2 separate regions of the Mus musculus genome follow, and region 1 is linked to region 2. A link is a contact called in public promoter capture Hi-C data. All regions are on one chromosome and are shown on one strand. Each heading gives the region's core, a stretch centred on a gene start, on an enhancer-like site or on the middle of the called end of the contact. The rest is flanking DNA. Distances are from core to core; before and after follow the strand shown.

Evidence for each region. Promoter capture Hi-C pulls out the DNA fragments that hold promoters and counts their contacts.
Region 1: a contact with region 2 is called in a promoter capture Hi-C map of stem cell-derived epiblast-like cells, with 2.9 times the contacts expected there. The contact joins the promoter of Podn here to the enhancer-like site in region 2. A contact is called at or near these places in 5 of 39 promoter capture datasets (embryonic stem cells, hippocampal neurons, liver and 1 more) and 5 of 484 Hi-C or Micro-C datasets (cortical neurons and embryonic stem cells).

Annotation. Positions count from the first base shown.
Region 1 is chr4:108,027,894-108,033,815 of GRCm38.p6, forward strand. It overlaps Podn (podocan), which reads right to left and starts at 4,061. Exons shown (of 13, transcript NM_172874.4): 1 at 3,977-4,061; 2 at 2,045-2,160; 3 at 715-775.
Region 2 is chr4:107,736,371-107,742,300 of GRCm38.p6, forward strand. All of the region lies in intron 3 of 1700047F07Rik (a long non-coding RNA gene), which reads left to right. Among named protein-coding and RNA genes, the nearest start is that of Gm12907, 20 kb to the right of the region's middle. Within about 2 kb of position 1,756, at least 57 of the 459 cell types and tissues checked have an H3K27ac peak or open chromatin away from gene starts, as enhancers often do. A contact at or near this core is called in cortical neurons, hippocampal neurons and stem cell-derived epiblast-like cells, where this site is marked.

The DNA of each region.
Region 1 (5,922 bases), core at 2,811-5,310, 290 kb after region 2:
AGAATCACCCACTCTGCTTTCAACAGCAATGATCTGCCTCCCAACCACTTCATTACCCACTCTAGCATCCCTCTTCAACCATCCCATGTCTAGACCCACTTAGACTTCTCGGCCTGGCTTCTCCCAAGCCATTTGCTCCCAGAAGATGCTATAGTCCACCAGCTCACTTGTGAGTCCTGCTGCTGCACCATTCAGACACCACTTTGTGCTCTCACTTTCTCAGATGCCCTGTCTTGGACCCAGCTCTGGGTCCTGGACATACAGGCAGGGCAGATCACATCCCTGCCCTCTGGAGCAGGTAGGTGATACCATAACCACTACCCACTGGACTCAGGTGCCAGCATAAAGAGGCCCCTAGGAGGATGAGATATCCCAAGGGAAGGATAGGAAAGAAGAAGGTAACAGTCTGGTCCTTTAACTCTACATACAGTCCATGTGGCCTAAGCAGACTTGAACCCCAGCCTGCTAGTCCAGCAGAGAACCAGGGAGCCCAGTAGAGATCAGCGAGTGACACTGCCCTCCACCCCCGCCACCCCTCTACACATCATTATCTTCCCCTCCCCCATAGCTGATTCCACAGTCTTCTAACCAGACCAGCCAAGGAGAGGTAGGGGTGGGGGTGGGGGGGGGGAGTGGGCCTCAAATTCCCTCAGAGCAGGAGGCCAGGGAATGGAGGCAGGAAGGAGCTGGACCTCACAAACACAAGGTACTCACTGGACAGGCTGGCTTTCTTCTCTCACCTTTGGCTTGTCTCCATAAAAGTCCACAAGCTTATCTGTACAGATATATAATTTAGATCAATGTTCTGAACCGGACTGAAAATGTCTTCATCACGCTTAGAGACCAGCTAGCAGTGGCCCACTGTTAAGGAGCCAAGCTGAGCTCCAGGGCTTCTGCATCATCCCACCCCATGCTCCTTTCCTGGGGGTCAAGGACACCAAGTCCTACAGGGAAACCTGGGGCAGGCTCCTGGCTAAGAGGTTTGTGATCCCCTGTCCGCACGTCAACATGAGGCTATAGAGCCTTTAAGGTATGGCTAGTTCACATTAAGGCATGCTTTAAAGAACACACAGTGTGTGTGGATTTTAAAGGCACTGCAGAAAATAATGTAAAATGCCTCATTAATACTAATGATGTAGAATTCCTAACACTTAATATGTTGGATTAAACCAAATTAAGTTTACCTATCTTACATTATAAGACAAAAACCAAATTATTTGTACAGGACATGGAGGCGCATGCCTTTAATCGCAGTGCACCAGGGTGTGTTTAGGAAGGCCCGGGGACCAAAGAGTCTATGTGGAAAACTCCACAGAGCTCACCAGACTGTGGCATGTGGGAACTGGGAACAACACAAGCAGGCACAATGGCCACAGGTCCAGAACAAGTTACCCATGGAGTATGGACCTTGTTTCTGGAAGATAAGGAGCTGCTGACATGAAGAGGACTGTGGGCAAGACTGTGCAAGGGACAAAGAGGGAACAGTGCTGGTGCTCGGATGGAAAGCTTGGATTCCAGAGCAAGAAAGGAAGAATGGATGAGGCTTGGAGCAGATGCTCAGACCCCAGCACTACCTCCTGCACTCAGTGCAGTGAACACTCACCGAGCTCCGACTCTCTTCTGGGCTCTAGCTTGATGGAGCAATAGAAGGCTCAGGACTAGGCATAAACTATGCTCCTAATTTGCAAGCTGGAAACTCGAGGGCAAATGGTCCCTACTGCTGCCCACCTCAGAAATCTCAGACTCCTCAAGAGCCCTCGGCCCAGAGGTCTTGGCTCTGTCCTTTAAGGGTAGGCTGAGCCTCCCCTGATTCCAGGAGTGGAACGAATTTGTGAAAGGCAGAGGAGAAAGGCCTACAATATCATCTGTTCAGATTCCCTGCTGCACTGCGATTAAAGGCATGCGCCTCCATGTCCTGTACAAATAATTTGTTTTTTGTTTTATAATGTAACTGTTTTATAACTGTGTTGAGAGAGAGAGAGAGAGAGAGAGAGAGAGAGAGAGAGAGTGTATGTGTGTGTCAGGAACAGGAGAGATGGCCCACCTGTTAAGAGCAGTGCTCTGCTCACAGAAGACTGAGCCCAGCACTCTCTGGGATGACTCACAACCACCTGTAACCCCAGCTCTGGGGGATCTGATGCCACTGGCCCTTGCCAGCACCTGCACACACAAACACACAATTAAAAAGGAGGAAAGCAAGGGCACGATGGCCCAGCCAGTCATGGTTAGTGGCCTGCCTCCAAGCCTGATAACCAGAAGTTCAATCCCAGGACCCACGGAGGAGCAGGAGACAACCAATTCTGGCAAGTTGTCCTCTGACTCCCACACACGCTGTGTGGCGTGCACATATGAACACACACACACACAATAAGTAAATAAATAAATAGATTAATTAATTAATCAATTAAAGTTAAGACTAGGACTAATGGTTATCTTCTGCTCATAGCCCCAAGCTGCTCTTGAAGGCTGAGTAGGAGTTCCCCCAAGTGAACAAAGCGGGTGGAAACCATGGACAAGGTGTGGAGTAGTGGCAGGAAAGAGGCAGGTGTGTTGAAGCATGTAAACGGGGAATAGAAATTGGCTGTGAAAGCACAGCTTGCCGAGGGCATCAACCACCATGGCAGGACGTTAGTGATAGAGGGTCGTCAGGGTTCCAATAAGTCATGATCAACACTCTTTGTATGGCTCCAACAAGCCTACAGGTGCCACCTCCTACCCAGGATTCAGACGGAAGGGACAAAGAGTAGCTCTCATGGTGCACAGGTCATTGACTCTGACATCTGACACTTCTTACCTTACACACCGAAGACTGGGCCAAGGGCTCCGAGAGTGTACGGAAGGGGGCAGAAGCCCCAGACCAGTCATTGATGACTTTTTCCAGAGCAGCCCGGGCCCTTCCCAGTGGTGTTCGCCCTGTGAGCCCGGGATCTGGTCATTTGGGCTTTTCCAGGGCAAAAGGGAGAGGTGGAGAAGGAAAGGCCTACCCAGGGGTCTGCCCAGCAGACCAGGTGCCTCTTCGTGCCAGGCAGAGCGCGGTTGCACCTCCCCCAGCAGACATGCAGGCTGCTAATGCTCATCCTCCTGCCACCTCTTGCACACCTGCATCCTAGCCTGGGCGACAGCCCTCCCTGCACGCCTTCTTCAGCAGCAGCTGCCTCCCAACCCGGGGCCCCAGCACTGGAATCCCAAGCCGACCCCACCCCCTTCTTCCACCTGACTGCAGGTCAGCTATTCCAACTCACCCATCCCGGTCCACCCCAACCCCCACCCTGCACCAGGCTGATAGTGGTTCTGAGACCCACACAACCTGGGGACGACCGTGCTCCTTGCCCTGTCCCTTTCTGTGTTCCGCTGGAAGCAGCTGCCTAGACGGAATGGTCGGAGTGCAGTGCCCTGTGTTAGTTAGACTGCACCTAAACTGCCGAAACCAAGTTCCGCTGCTTGACTGTGCGCCTCACCTGCCCTGGCTCCCTGGGGACTGATATCTGCCTTTCTGTGCTTGTTTCTGTATGTAAAGAGGTCGGTGTTGGACTCGGTGAAGCCCCCGACAAACTGACGTGAAAAGACGCAGGATGCCCTGGGTCCCAGTTCTCGGTGCAGAGGTTCAGGCCCCTTCCCAGTTCCACCTGCCCCCACAGTCCCTGTCACCCGCCCGTGTGCCTCCACCTCCCCTCCCCATCCGCTCGCAGATTCTTTCCAGATGTGCGCAGCGGGAGGAGCCCGAAGGCAGGGACTGAATATCGAGTAAAAAAAGGGTCCCCTGCCCCTTGCTCCGGATCCCGCAGGGGGGCCGCCACCCCATATGGAGGTGTGCCTAACCGTGCCCCTTGCGCGGGGTCCGCCCGACAGGGTGGGATACGGCGATCCTCCCCTATCGCGGCTGTGGCAGTGGGAGCACGGCGGGATGTCAGAGAGAGCTGCCCGGGCGCAGCCGGTGGCCCGTGGTCCCTCGGCTCACCGGCTGCCCGCGTCCTACCTGCCGCTGCGCGCCGCGCCGTGGGCGGAACAGGCTCGCGGGTGTCCGCTGCGCTCCGCGGGCGCCGGCTCCTGTCATTCAAGTCGAGCCGTGGGCGCAGCGAGCCAAGTTTTGTTGTGGGTTCTCTCTCCCCGCCTCTCCCCCGGCCCCCGCCCCGCGTGCATCTGCCGGACGCCGGCCTCTCCCGACACAGGCGCAGGGTCCCGCTGGGCGCCGAGAGGGAGGGCCGAGCCCACGGCGCCGGGCTTGGCGGGGGGCCCACTTCCCGGGAGCTCGCGCCGCCGCCCCGGCCGGCCGCAGCACCACGCCCCCAACACCGGGTGCCTCCAGCGCACCACCTCCGCCTGCCAGCCTGCGGGCTGGGACCGCACCCAGGCAGGCCCCCCGCACCTGAGGAGAACCGAGAGGGCTCCTTCCTTCCAGTTCCTCCGCGCTCAGCTTCTTCCTCAAGGAGTTTGCAACCTTCCCGGGCACAAGTACCTTCCCTGTTCCCTCTCCCACCCTAGGGTCCGGAGCATGGCTAATGCTGCGTCAGCCAAGACCCTTCTGGACCCCTTCCTGTCAAAATTCCTCCTTCTCCTCCCCACCATCCACCCTCACTCCACTGGCCCTGGGCCCACAACTTGGTGAACCTTGAAGGAGAGTTAAACTGGACCGGAGTCTTCAAGCACACAGGTTCTAGTCGCGGAGAAAGCAAGGGACTGAGCAGGGAGCACTCCATATTGCTCCCAGGAGCTGAAAATGGTTCCAAGCACAGGCACATTAAGTACTAGCAGCTGAAGCAACACTGTTTGGCGCCAAGGGCTTCGTGGTGGAAAGGCGGGTGAGACTGGGTTTGGGTGCTACTTGGCACCTCTGCTGTGAAACAAACCTGTCTTCTACGTGCTGTGGCCTTTGGGCAGGACCTACTTGGCTCTCGGAGAGGGATAAAGATAATAAATCAAATGTGGAACCACTTGGCCACCTAAACTGCCGAGACCCTAAAGGGCTCTGGTTAAAGTGGCTGCAGACCTTTCCCTCCTGTGCTGCCAGGCAGTCAGTTTATATCTCCATGCATTAGTCTCTAGTCCTTACAGCCCTGCAAAGGAAGATTATTTCCCCATCTAATAAGTAAGGATGTGGCCTGTGCTTGGCTGCGTAACTAACATCATCATTCGGAGCTGGGGTTCTGGCCCATCTACCCATTGCAAAAGTCGTCTGTGATGCAAACAGGCAGGTAGGTAGGGATAGAGCCTGTGTTTGAACCCACAGCCATCTGTTTCCATTACCCATCACTGAAGAACTTAACACGAATGGGAAAGGGAAATATTTTGCCTTCTTTGGCCTCAAATTCCAATCTTCTCTGAGCTCAAACTTGAAAGTTGGTATGATTCACAAGATTGGACAGGGCCCAACAGAGATGCATCTTGTGTTTTCTGGACAGAGCCTAGATTCAAGTGGAGCTAAAAGAACTGGATTCTATTGGCTGGTTTACCCATGAACCAAAAATCTTCTAGAACAAGAAAAATCAGCACATGCTGAGTGCCAACGAAGTGCCAGGCACTGTCCTTAAACATCCTGGCCAGCCCTGTGGGGGAGGTACGGTAGAATACACCTGGAAGGGTCAGGGTGTTTTAGGGCTAGGCACTTAGAACACTACACACTCACTTCTGCTACCATCAAAACTAGCTCTGCCAAGCCAGTGCCCACACACGTACTGTGTCTGTGTGGTGCTGAAGGCACCAGCTACATTACAGCCTGGAGGGATTGTGAGTGTCTCAGGAGGAAACGGAGGTGACCCTCCGGCCTTCAGAAGGGATGGGTACCCAGCTGACTACCTGTGCACTTCGGCTCCTTCATGCTGCTTCTCAGAGTCAGCATCTGTTCAGTCTAAGATCACTACAGTGTATGGGGTCAAGTAGACCTGGGCCCAAAGGGAAATGCATTAAAAACTGTCTACATTAAAC
Region 2 (5,930 bases), core at 506-3,005:
ACCTGTCTCAATCAATCAATCAATCAATCAATCAATAAAATGCAGCTTTACAAAAACCTTACCAGTCACCTGCGGACTTTCCCAGTCTTGGCCCAGGTTCTCAGACTGGCAGGGGCTTGGACACAGTCTGAATCCCTCATGGACTCCTCAGAAATGCGTGCAGCAAGCAGCTCACACCCTGAGCTCTTAGAGGGAGGGAGGGAGGGAGGGAGGGAGGGAGGGAGGGAGGGAGGGAGGGAGGGAAGGAAGGAGGGGAGCTGCAGGTAGCTGAAGCAGCCAGAGAAGGTTCTAGCTCTCTGTTCCTTATAAGATGACCACTAACATCTGCTTCTGTTCACACAGAGTGTGGCCTATCTGAATGAGATGTGTGTATATGAATGAACGTGCTGTACACGCCGGGATCTTACAGCCTTGCTGTATACAAAGGACTTCAGGCTGTTAGGTTACCTTTAATCATTTTGGTCCCGCGTGCTTAAATGGTAACATTTTTAAAATGTTGTGCAAAATAAAAAATAATATTGAATTAATTTCACCGGACTCCTTTCACTATTTAAAAAAAAACTAAAGTTAGACACCATGACGTGTGCCTGTGGGCCCAGCTACTCAGATGGCTGAGCTGAGAGGATAATTTCAGACTAGGAGTTTGAGACTGTCTCAGAAAAATCAAATAAAAACTTGGCTGCTATTAATAGAACCATGAGGCACATACGTCGCCTCACATTTATGTCTCCTCAAGCTGGTGTGTGAGCAGAAGCAGAGTGGAGGAGCAGTCGGGGACACGGTACATACGTGTGTGGGGTGCTGGTCCTGACTCCGCTAATGACAAGCAAGGGCTGAAGGTTTTCACAGCTTCAAAGAGGGGTAAGAGTGGATGTCTCTGCAGCCTTCTGGAAAAGTAGAAGCTATGGGGCTGTGTTCATTGTGGGAGGGATGAAGCAGGGGAGTAAGGGTCAGAGAAGTAGCTGAGGAGTGCTACTGGCTTGCAGTGGTCCTCAGGATTTGGGGTTCAGAGAGCTGCTCCAGAAATCTACTTCAAAAGCCCAGCGTGTATCAGGGAGGAAAGTCTGAGACGCCCCAGGGATTGCTGGCACTGGGTCACACAGTTCCCAACTTTGAGTCCCTGACTCTCCTTAGCCAGGGCTCAGCTAGAAAGAGAGTGTCCCATAATGGCTGACGGTTCCCCTTCCTGCCCAGCGCCCCAGAATTCTTTCTATCTGAGCCACAAGACAGGGTGGCCACAGGAACCTGGGGCCTGGTGAATGGTAGGCATATTCTCTGTCACTGAGCCACACTCCCAGTCAGTCTGTGTTCGTAGCTGAGACAGCACACTTGTAGGCTCTGGAGGAACACACCAAAGTGTGCTGTATCCTACATCTGGCGGATCCCACTCAGTTGGTGCTGTGATCGGCAGGTCTCAGCCCCATCTTACAGGAGGGCAAACAAAACCCGGGAAGAGGACAAGGACATGTCCAAAGAGGCTCAGGCATTTCCCAGTGGGCAGACGCATTCTCTCTGCTGACAACAGAAAGAAAAACATCATTTTCAAATTTCTGTGAGCAGAGGCTTTTGGTCCTGGCCTCTCCTCTGAGCTGCACTACCCATGCCCAGGATGATAGCTCGCTCGGCAGGCCTGGAAGTCCTCAGACTTACAGAGCAGAGCAGGCCTGCAGCCAGCCAGCTCCTTGAGGCTCTGTCCACCCAACCCAGGCCTGCGCCCTGGAGGTGCCATTTGTCACTGTGGCCAGCAGGGGGCACTCCAGGACAGTCAACTTCTCAGGCCACGGCCACAGGCATCGCCCAGGAATTGTGTCCTCCATACAAACATTCAACCCAGGGTCCCCATTTTTCTTCTCTTCGTAAGGACTAGACAGCCAGATATCTTGAACACATCAGGTTTAGACAAGTGTTTACCCACCTGATGCCTTGAGCAGGCCTGATGCTTCAGAAGGAACTGTGAAAGTCCCTGACAGAAAAAAAAATTGCAAGATAACACTTAGCTAGGTAGGCAATCCACTTATCAAGGAGCGGGTCAGAGGCTCTTGGAGTTGCAATGAGGGAGGTGCTGATTCAAAGGGCTTCTCAGGGAACCCCTTTAATCATTCACCAGGATGGGGTCTGCATGGGAGAGAATTCGGAATGTCAGAGTCCTGCCCCCTCTCCTCCCCTTTAATATTCACAGGAAGAACTTGGCTCCCTAGACCCAGGAAAAGCCTGAATCCCAGGCCCAGTATGTGGGTTGGGTTCCATCCTAAAGTCAACTCTAAGGTGACTCAGAACTCTCCCACCCCCTGTGCACAGGGGAGAGTAAGGGGCCTGGGGTCCAGGGGCAGGTCTGATCTGGTTATTTCTGGCATTGAGCAGGAGAGCCCACTGTGCAGACACACAGGAGCCAAGTTCTGCACTGAGTAGATAGCGCACACAACACAGTGACTCCCACACCTGCTTAGGACTGGTACTAGTGATGACTGTGTGTGTTGTGTAAACTGTAATCCATGGTGCTCTCACTCGGCAGACCTTCGCAGCTTCCTGTTCACTGCTAGCTCGTTCCTGACTCAAGCAGGGTTGGCTGTTTCCTCTGGCATCCGTTTCTGGGACAGCTTGCCCACCTGAACAGAGGCATGGATGTCTTCCATCTCCTGCCTACCCAGGGCCTGTGGTCTAGGTGATGCCAAGCCACGGAGCTGAGCACATGCCCGGAGTAGACCCCCACACCTTGGGGAGGGGGGTGTCTTCAGAGGACGTCCAGGCCTGCCGAGCAACCTGGGTGACTAGGGGCAGTAGTGCAAGCCAGTCACAGTCCATGAAGCTGTTTGCATCTGTAGGGAAGGCTGCTCTCCCTGTTCTCCGTGATATGAGGAACTTAGAGCCCACTACTCTGACTGCCAACAAACAGCAAAGCACTGAGCCTGGGCTCCCTCAACATGGCTCCATCTCTGGATCCAGCCACAACAGAGGGGAGCCCTCAACCTTTAAGTCCTGTGAGCCAATATTCTCAGTCTTTTTCTTCAGCTTAAGAAGTAAGCTTGTCACGCACAGCTAAAAAGCTCTTGTCTCTTATGGAACCTTTCAGAAGGCCTGAGCTTGGGCAAGTATTAGGCAGATCTGAGAAGAATTTAGCATGTGTCCTCAGTGGGACCCCTGACTGACTGGATCTGGGGAGAGAGCGAGAGAAAGGAACACAGAGTGTGGTACGAAGCCACCAAGGTGTGGCATTCTCAGAGACAGAGAGCAAGGCGTGTGTGTGTGTGTGTGTGTGTGTGTGTGTGTAAGACACCAGTTTGTCTTTTACAAACGACAACTGGTACACTGCTGGGACATCAGGCCTGCTCCAGTGGGCTGCCGTGTAATTGGGGTTCAGAGAGCCCTTGGCCTGGGGTGGCAGGTGCTCAAGAGGAGTACCAAGCAATCTTAAAAAACAGAGACACAGTCCGGGAGAGGGGAGACACAGCCCGGGAGAGGGAGGAGGAGTCCAGAGTCCAGGCCCAGCTGTGTGGAGAGAGGGCGAAAGCCTGGGGTGAAGACAAAAGATTTGGATGGGTCCAGAGAATCCCAAAGGAGTCACTGTTAGTCACTTACTAGCCCAGCTGCCAGCAGCCTGTAATACTGGTAAAGGACTGTGGCTCTCTCAGTCCTAGGACACCCTCAGATGCCACCTGCTTGGGCTGGAAACGTGAGTGAAGGAGGCCTAGACAGGAGCTTGATCCAAATCTTAAAAACAAAGAAGCAAAAAAAAAAAAAAAAAAAAAAAAGCAAACCAGATTGGGCCATTAGGACACCAGCCTGGTGGGTTACCCAGAATGGGCTCCTTTGTCTGGCACCTCTGTGAGGCCTGTCTTCTCCAGTTTGGGGGCCAGCACCCTCCCCCACTCCTTTCTTTGCCTTATGCTGTCTCAAGTCACAGCCAGCAAGGCGCTGGCAGGGAAACAGGTGGCTCACTTTCATTCTCTTTTCTCAAGCCTTTTGCATAGGTGCCCCCTTGGCACCTGACCCCAGCCTGAGCCCGCTCTCTGTATCTCTTCAGCAGTGTCTCCATCCATGAGGCTTCCAGATACCCCCCCCCCCCGTTAACCTGCACACTGTTTGTCCCCTCTTGGATCTCTCTGACCTTCAGACACACAGCCATGGAGTGGCCCACTGGACAAGAGCCAGGATGCCAGGCACTAAAGCCCCCATTTGCAAAGTGGAAGCAGGTGTCTTCGCGTGTACCCTCTCTTTGTGTCCTCTGCCTCTGGATGGGTTGGGGGAGCACTGTGCTCTGGCTGGGTTGTGGGGAGGGGAGCACTGTGCTCTGGCTGGGTTGTGGGGGGGCACTGTGCTCTGGCTGGGTTGTGGGGGGCAGCAATGTGCTCTGGCTGGGTTGGGGGGGAGCAATGTGCCCTGGCTGGGTCGGGGGAGCACTGTGCTCTGACTGGGTGAGTGGGGGGAGCACTGTGCTCTGACTCCCCGTGGTTCTGCTGCTTTGTCTTCAAGCTCAGTGATCCCTTGAAGGCTCTGCGCTGCTTCATTTTAACTCTGCCATCGGCATGGTGTCTGCCATCCGGGCCTTCCACCGACTGCTTCCTGCTCACTCCTCACTGTCCTCCTTTGTCTCCCGCCCTGTCTGATACCGACATCTCCCTCAGTTATACCTCAGAACCAGTTCCCAGGGAGATAGCACGGAAGGGTACAGCCTTGGGGAAGCCGTGAAGACAGGAGAGCGCTGCCCCCTTGAACGGGGTAGCATCCCTCTAACAAAGGCTAAGGAAGCTCCTTCCGGGGGAGGACAGGACAAGAGCGTCCCTCCATGAGGCCTTCAAATTCTGCTGGTGTCTTGATCTTGGACTTGCTCGCGCTCAGAACTAGAGGCAATACATGTGTTTTGTTTCTAAATTACAGTCTCCAGTGTGTCTTTGTAGCCGCTTGAATAGATTCTGACAACCTATCAAGCTCTGCTGAGAACACTCCCCGGGTACAAGGGGAAAATATCTTCCTCCCAGACACTCCCCAAACAGACCTGTCCCTGACTGAATCAAAGAGCCTGTAGCTGCCCTTCCCCAGAGTGGCTTTAGCTACTCCCACCTTCCTCCCGAGCCCTGCCTGGCATCAGACACTGCCGTGTATGGGTGGCTTGAGTGTGCTCCTGACCCCAGCGGGTGGGTGGACACCTCAGGTGAGGAGAGGTAGAGGCTACCTTCAAACAACCAGAATTGATTGCACTCTCTGGAGGTCGACATAGTGGAACTCCTGAGTGGGTGGCAATATCTCCTTATGATTTTAATTTTCGTGTCCCTAATGAGCATCTTCCCAGGTGCTTGTCACTCATATACTTGCTTGGGTAAATGACTTGTTCAAATATTTTGCTCATTTAAAAGATTTTTTTTATTTATATGAATACACTGCAACTGTCTTCAGACACACTAGAAGAGGGTATCAGATCCCATTACAGATGGTTGTGGTTGCTGGGAATCGAACTCAGGACCTCTGGAAAAGCAGCCATGTGCTCTTTACCACTGAGTGGTCTCTCTCTCTCTCTCTCTCTCTCTCTCTCTCTCTCTCTCTCGACAGGGTTTCTCTGTGTAGCCTTGACTGACCTGGAACTCATACTGTAGACCAGGCTGGTCTCAAATGCAGAAATCTGCCTGGCTCTGCCTCCCAAGTGCTGTGCACCAACCACCATCAATTGCCTGGCTCTTTTGCTCGATTTTAAGTAGAGTTTATCATCTACTGAGCTGCAAGAGTTCTCTAAGTTACTTTTTGCTAAATGTCTCTTATTTTTATCCCAACCCTCATTGAGATAAACAATTCACAGACCTCAAATTTCACCCTTTTAAACTGCAGTGGCCTTTAGAATAGCTACAAAGTTATTATTAGTTATCACTGTATCTGCATGTTGATCATTTGGATAGATGAACTTAAAGATTTTCTTTACCAAGCTTTGAAATATTGTCATG